Regions from separate parts of the Hordeum vulgare genome. Here region 2 is linked to region 1. A link is a contact called in public Hi-C data. All regions are on one chromosome and are shown on one strand. Each heading gives the region's core, a stretch centred on a gene start, on an enhancer-like site or on the middle of the called end of the contact. The rest is flanking DNA. Distances are from core to core; before and after follow the strand shown.

What was found. A called contact is a pair of places that touch in the nucleus more often than the background predicts.
Region 2: a Hi-C map of leaf shows a contact between it and region 1, with 6 times the contacts expected there. The contact joins the enhancer-like site here to the promoter of LOC123447639 in region 1. A contact is called at or near these places in 3 of 6 Hi-C or Micro-C datasets (leaf and seedling).

Annotation. Positions count from the first base shown.
Region 1 is chr4H:23,885,308-23,888,659 of MorexV3_pseudomolecules_assembly, forward strand. LOC123447639 (sulfite exporter TauE/SafE family protein 4) reads right to left here and starts at 1,914. Exons shown (of 12, transcript XM_045124249.1): 1 at 1,620-1,914; 2 at 1,368-1,527; 3 at 1,079-1,279; 4 at 859-920; 5 at 708-768; 6 at 546-613; 7 at 169-255. The coding sequence starts at 1,802.
Region 2 is chr4H:23,981,395-23,984,546 of MorexV3_pseudomolecules_assembly, forward strand. No RefSeq gene overlaps it. Among protein-coding and RNA genes, the nearest start is that of LOC123447639, 96 kb to the left of the region's middle. Within about 2 kb of position 1,742, at least 3 of the 3 cell types and tissues checked have open chromatin away from gene starts, as enhancers often do. A contact at or near this core is called in leaf and seedling, where this site is marked.

The sequences.
Region 1 (3,352 bases), core at 664-3,163:
CACAGCACATGTAAGATGTGCTTTGCTACTGTACTTATGGCTTATGTGAGAAAGGGGGTGACAAACAACCATGTCACTGTCAAATCCAATCAGTTTATGTTCCTAAAGGTTATCAACTAGACAACATTAAAAGTATGGAACTACTGCCATGATGCATATGAAAGAGACCTTCAGTATCTGCAGCACCAAGAAAGATGACCAAACAGCCAGTAGCACTAGGATATGCTTCCACCTCAAGTTGAACATCAAAGTCTCCTGGAATAAAAAAAACATGGACTCAATTATTAGGGCACAAATTGACAAGCTGTACTTTTGGGGTTTTGTTGTGCTGTTGCATGTTAAGGGCATCCGCCAAAGTTACTCTAAACCAGAGAATCATAAAAAATACTGTGTTAACTTCGCTAATCATGTCACCCTCGGAAGATAAACTATCCTAATCATATGGTTGCTTCGAAAGGTGTATCTAACAGCAACCAATCGATCTTAGTTATATGTTCAGGTCAGAAAAGCCTCAGAGTTCAAAGTGGCAAGTATTTGTGGCTTACCAGGCCAGACTTCTGCGTGGGCTTAGACTGGGGCAGGAGAGGCTCTGCATAACTCGGGTCAAGAACCACTGCAGATATTGAGTAAAAAAATTACAGCATGTTAAAAATGAGAAAAATGGATACTGACTGGAAACTTCGATGCAAGTAAAAAGTTAGTAGTACCATCGTTGGTAGCACTGGCACCAGAAGACTTGGACTGGGTTTCTCGCTCCCGTGTCTCCATCTGCAATCATTCACACAAGGATGTTCACAACACAATCCTATTAATGTTAAGGCAGGTAACAGGGGCAGGGCCAATGTGACAAGAACTAACCAGGATCCTTGTCTCCTCCCTCCACATGAGGATGCCTTTGTAGAAGGACCGCGAGGAGGTTCCTGCAAGGAGTTGATCACGCGCCAAAAAAAACGTCCACTTTAGTGATCTGACTGACAAGGCACACAAAGGAGCTAGGCCGCCAGCACGAAAGTCAGGGCATGGCTTTATTATTAACGGCACGTTGTGGCAGCACGATCGATCGAGCGAGGACACCAACCTACGAAGAGGATGATGATGAGGACGGTGATGAGCCAGTAGGGGAAGACGACGCTGAGCTCGACGCCGATGGTGATCCCGAGCATGAGCATGGGCTGGAAGAGCAGCGCGAGCTTGTAGTCGAGCACCGGCGCCTCCTTGGTCGGGTGCGACACCTGCAGGTTGTACCAGACCGACGACGCCGACGCCCCCATGATCATGCCTGCGCGCAAGCAAGACAAAAATTCCACGCGTGTGAGCAGAATCGACCCGTCGGACGGTCGAGACGGGTGGTAGAGCGGGCGGCTTACATTTGGAGAGCGCGGCGGCGGACTTGGTGTCGAAGCCGAGGACGAGGTTGAGGAGGGGCACGAAGATGCCGCCGCCGCCGACGCCGCCGACGGTGCCGAACGCGGAGCCGAGGAAGCCGACGACGGTGGCCACCACGAGCCGCCAGTTGAACTCGAGGTCCTGAAGCGAGACGGGGGGGTCAGCCGACAAACACCACACGAGCGTGCGAGGGGTTAGGCTCGAAGGGGGCGGGGCGGGGCGGGGTAGCTTACGGGCCAGACGCGAGCGGAGCGGGAGGAGAGGCGGGGCGCGCCATTGGGCGCGGCGGTGGAGGCGACGACGACGAAGCAGGCGAGGGCGGCGGCGCAGGCGGCTCCGCCGGCGAAGTATGCGAGGAAGGCCCGCGTGCTCGTCCTGTTCAGCCTGCCGTAGATGCCCGCCGGCGTGGACGCCATGCAGGCAGGCAGAGAGAGGGAGGGAGCGGCGACGGCTAGACTGGCGCGGCGAAGCAGATCGGTGCGCGACTGCGGGTAGCAGCACGGCGGGCGGGGGGAGGGAGGGGGGGAAGGAAATGGCGTGCGCCCGGCTCCGCCTGGCGATCTTATAGGCGGCGGGGGGGAGGGGGTGGGGTGGGGTGGATGTGGGGAGGGTGGAGGGAATTGAAGGAGGAGGCGGAATTGGCGTCGCCTTCTCGAATATTTTTGGACTGTTTTGGCTGGCACGCTGACTGAGCGCCGTGAATGGCAGGCGGTAAATAAAACGTTTCCTTCCTTCCCGGATAGCGGGGGATATGCCTACCTCGCGTTGCGTTGCGAACACGGGCTGCGAAACGGCTCCACGTTCCAAAAGAGAAATATCTTCTCCACGGTAACTAAAAATAGGTAGGCTACCTTAACAAAACGCTGTGCCTTGTGAAAATATTTCTCCACGTTTTCTTTTAGGTTCGGGTTTCTTTGTTAGGGCATCTACAACAGATTAGACGGCTGTTGTCTATAATATCCCTCCACGTCATTTGCAGACAACTGCTCCCTCCGTTTCTAAATATAAGTCTTTTAAAATATTTCATTAAAAGTCTACATACGAAGCAAAATGAGTGAATCTATACTCTAAAGTATGCCTATATACATCCGTATGTAGTCCACTAATGAAACCTCTTTAAAGACTTAGGAACGGAGGGAGTACTACAATGGATTGTCGTTAGGCTGGTCTAAAATTTCATAACGTGCGTGCATATTGTAAGGGATTTCCTACCCACGATGCGGTCTGTGGTAAACCATGCGGTCGTACAACGGGAAAAGATCCGGCTATATCTAGCGATATACTCCCTCCGTCCACAAATAAATGTACATATAGATTTTTACTTAGTCAATTTTTTTACAATTTAACCAACTTTATAAAAAAAAGATAGTAGCAACATATATAACATGAAAATGATATATTTGAAAACTTCATATAAAGATAAATCTATTCATACTAATTTGATGTCATAAATGCTAGCATCTTTTTTAATAAAGTTAGTCAAAATTTAACTAGTTTGACTGACAGAAAATGAAAATGTACACTTATTACCGGACGGAGGGAGTATGCGGCAACCGGCCGTCGCTAGAACTCTCTCTCCCATGTCAGCTATTTTGCTGACTGTACCCTGTTGTACATGCCCTTATTATTCCGGGCATGTCGTCTTGGTATATTCCTACAACGCTTGTTCACACTCTTTTTAGATCGAAAAAAGTTGATGCCCGCAGTATATTCTCTTTAAATTCCCACAAAAAAGTACAATCTTTTTAATTGCAACACTTTCTTTCTTTTGCGGGGATACGTTACTTTCTTTCGGCGACGCCCTTACGGAAGCTAGCAGCTCCAAAAATGGTCTTTGTCGGAGTTATACATCACACGATACACGCCTCCACGACACCATTCTGTTTCGTACTTTTATGAGATATAGTTGGTATATGTTGAAGGTGTGTCTGATGCCAATCATCATAAACTATGGAATTAGTAAAAA
Region 2 (3,152 bases), core at 492-2,991, 96 kb after region 1:
CTTCCGCCATGGACGCCACCACGACGCCAAACGACAACCTCCACCTACGCGAGTCCATCTCCAAGCAACGGACGTAGATCAATGCTAGGATAGGTTCTCACCACTGTCGTCGCCCACCACCCACAAGCACCACCCAACCCCAAGGTTCCCAAAGCGGTGCCTTCAAGAAGGTAGCGACGCCATGAGTGCCGCCGCCGCCCGACAAAGTTAGGGCTCTCGCCCGGGAGACCTAGGAAAAGGGGAAGTGAGGAGATCAGTTCATACCGACGCCTCCAAGGAGGGGAACGGCGCCCAAGGCAACGCCGTCGGCGCGGCCGGCCATGGCCGGCCAGGGATTTCGCCCGAACTAGATCCCCGCCACCAGCAGCGCCTCCTGTACAGAACCGGCGACCAAGGGAAGCGCGGCCCGACCAGGATGGTCCGCATGCCGAACAGAGGAGGAGGGGAGGCGTCAGATCGCGCGCACCGACCGTCGCAGAAGCCGCCACCAGCCGCCAACGACCACCGGGATCCCGCCGCCCGTACGGCCATGACGCCAGATCCACCGCCCGTACAGCTGTTCGCCATAGCCTGCCGTGCCTCGCCAAAAGGAGCCGCCGCTCCATATCCGAGACTCCCCACGCAGAGCCAGGTTAGCCGAGATCCCGCCACCACCATCCTTGATGCCTCGGGCTTGCCCGGCGGCTGCCTCAGGCGGCGGCGAGGAGGTGGGACGAGGTGGGGAGGGGGCCGAGGCGGCGCGGCTAGGGTTCCCCGCCGCCGTCGGGGAGGCGAAGCGGGGTGGCGAGAGAGAGGTTTGGTCGCGAGAGAGATAGGACAAGTCAGCGATCCAGCTAGAGCAACATGACATGACGGTCATGAGTGGCCATGCATTTACTTGCCGATGGCCACATGGTAAGCAGTCATGGACTGTGTATGCACCCACGTCCACCCGCGCCGCACGTGGGCCCAGCCGCCGCGGGAATTGATGTATGAACTCGCCGTTGAAGTTAATATCGAGAGCGATCCGGAAGCAGACCAGAAACATGCACAAAGTCAAGTACAATACGGTCTCTCCAATATGCATCCACGTTCAGCGTTTTCTAGATCGGGATTTCCCATCGCATACGCATCACGCTAATAAAACTCCATTAAACGAACGTTGCGGAAATGTTTCGGAGACAGGTTTCCTTGCCGAAAACAAAAACTCAAACGAATATATGCGTCGGGTTCGGCAGCGATATCCCGCCTCTTTCCGCCAAAAAAAAAGCAGGAAAGAATATGTCGCTGTGCCTGCGTTAATTTGCCATCTCCCTCTCGCAAATATTCCAGCGGCACCACCATCGTTCGTCGGCCCGTCGATCTCCGGGCATCACAAAATGCAGGTGGCGACTGACGATGATGACGATGACGATGATCCAGCGAAGATCTTTTAGGGCTTGCTTGCCGTCCCACGGTCCCGGCGAGCCCCCGCTCGCTGTCGTTGAGCATCATCATCCGGGCCTCTCTGGCCACACAAATTTGTACGGCGATGCAAATTCACTACTCGCTTCGGGTTTTTTTTTCTTGTCTATTCAAAATAAAAGGATACCAGTAATAATAATTGAAAGAAAAACATGGGCCAACCGTTGCTGTGAATGGATAGAGGCTCGATCCAGAGGGCGTGGAGCGTAGCACGTACGTCGCTGTTCGCGTTTGCTTCGGTCGTACGACGCCGCGCTCCCGGCCGAAGCGCCCACGGGCTACAGCGCGCATGAGGACGAAACGAGGTGAACATGAACAGGAGACGCGTCATGCATCGTATCCTTTGGGAAGGCCATGCATGGATCTACTTTGGAGTTTGGCTTCGTCGTGGCGCCAACGTGACCGCGCTTTTTAGGCGCCACTAGTACGCTAGGACCCACCGCCGTTAGGGTTTCTCCTGCCTCTTGTTGGCGCCGTCGCTGGTCAGCTTTGTCTCTTGTGGCCGTAGGGTCATAGAGGCGCAACCTTGTTGGCCGCTGGTCAGCTCTTTTTTAAGGCTTATTTGAGTTTTATCAGGATTTGTGTCATGTTCAGAGAGATGTTACAACGACAACTCTTTGAGATGAAATAATATTCTTCCCGTCTAGCACCCGTCTCAGCGGTGCTTCTAGCATTGTCGGATCAGGGAGTGTGAAGATTTTTGTTTCCAACAGATTCTATGGGATTCGGTCGGCGTTTGTCTTTGATGCATCCACGTGAATCCAGTCTTCATTCGTGTGCCTACAAGTTGGATCTTTTCGATCTATGCTTCTCTTCATCAACGATAATTGTTGTTCTGGTGTGCTGGTATTATAGGAACTTAGCACAACGGTCTCATAACTATCTAGTACAAGAAGAAAAAAGAATTAAAAAACCTCCAAAAATTGCGAAAGGAACACAAAAAGGTGAAACAGGAAAAAAAAAGTAGAAAAAACAGAAGGAAACCGTGACAAAACAAAGAAAACAAACAAAAACCAAAAGTGAAAAATAAAACAAACAAAAATGTGAAGAAAAAGAATAGTATGGCAAGGGGTCGATCCTAATTGAGCGAGTGGACGAGTAGAAGTGGGTCCTCGGCCTGAACGAGGAGAAGTGGGTTGACGCGTTTAAACCATAGGACTCGCTATAAGCATGATATAAGAGAGAAATTAATTTACGGTTACCCTTTGGGGCTCCCGCACGGATATTTTTTAGAGTGTGTCAAATGGTGCGCCTAGCCGTCATCATATGTCCCGCACTGGGCATTTTTTTATTTTTTTTATTGATTTTTAGGGTTTAAAACTTTTTTTAGGTTCTTGTCTCGCTTTCCCTAGGTTTTGCTGGAATATTTCTTTTTTCAAGAAGCACAAGGAATTGTGTTTTTTCTGGAAGCACCAATTTGTTATGCCCAAGCTCTTTGTCAGAGTCACATATTTTCCTCTTAAAAAGCATTATGTGTGCTTTTCATCAGAAGCACAAACTATGATTCCACGAGAAGCACTCGATAAGGGAAAATCACTGTAATGATTTATTGTAAAAAGGGAAAACCACAGGTTGTACTTCTATGAGAAGTACATCCATGTGTCCCCCCTCCCCCCCTCAAAAAAAAAGTGAGAACCTCAAGTGTGTTTTCCAGGCTGCAGGTTTTTTCTTCTATTTTTATTTTTACTTTTTGCCGGTTTTCTTCCTTC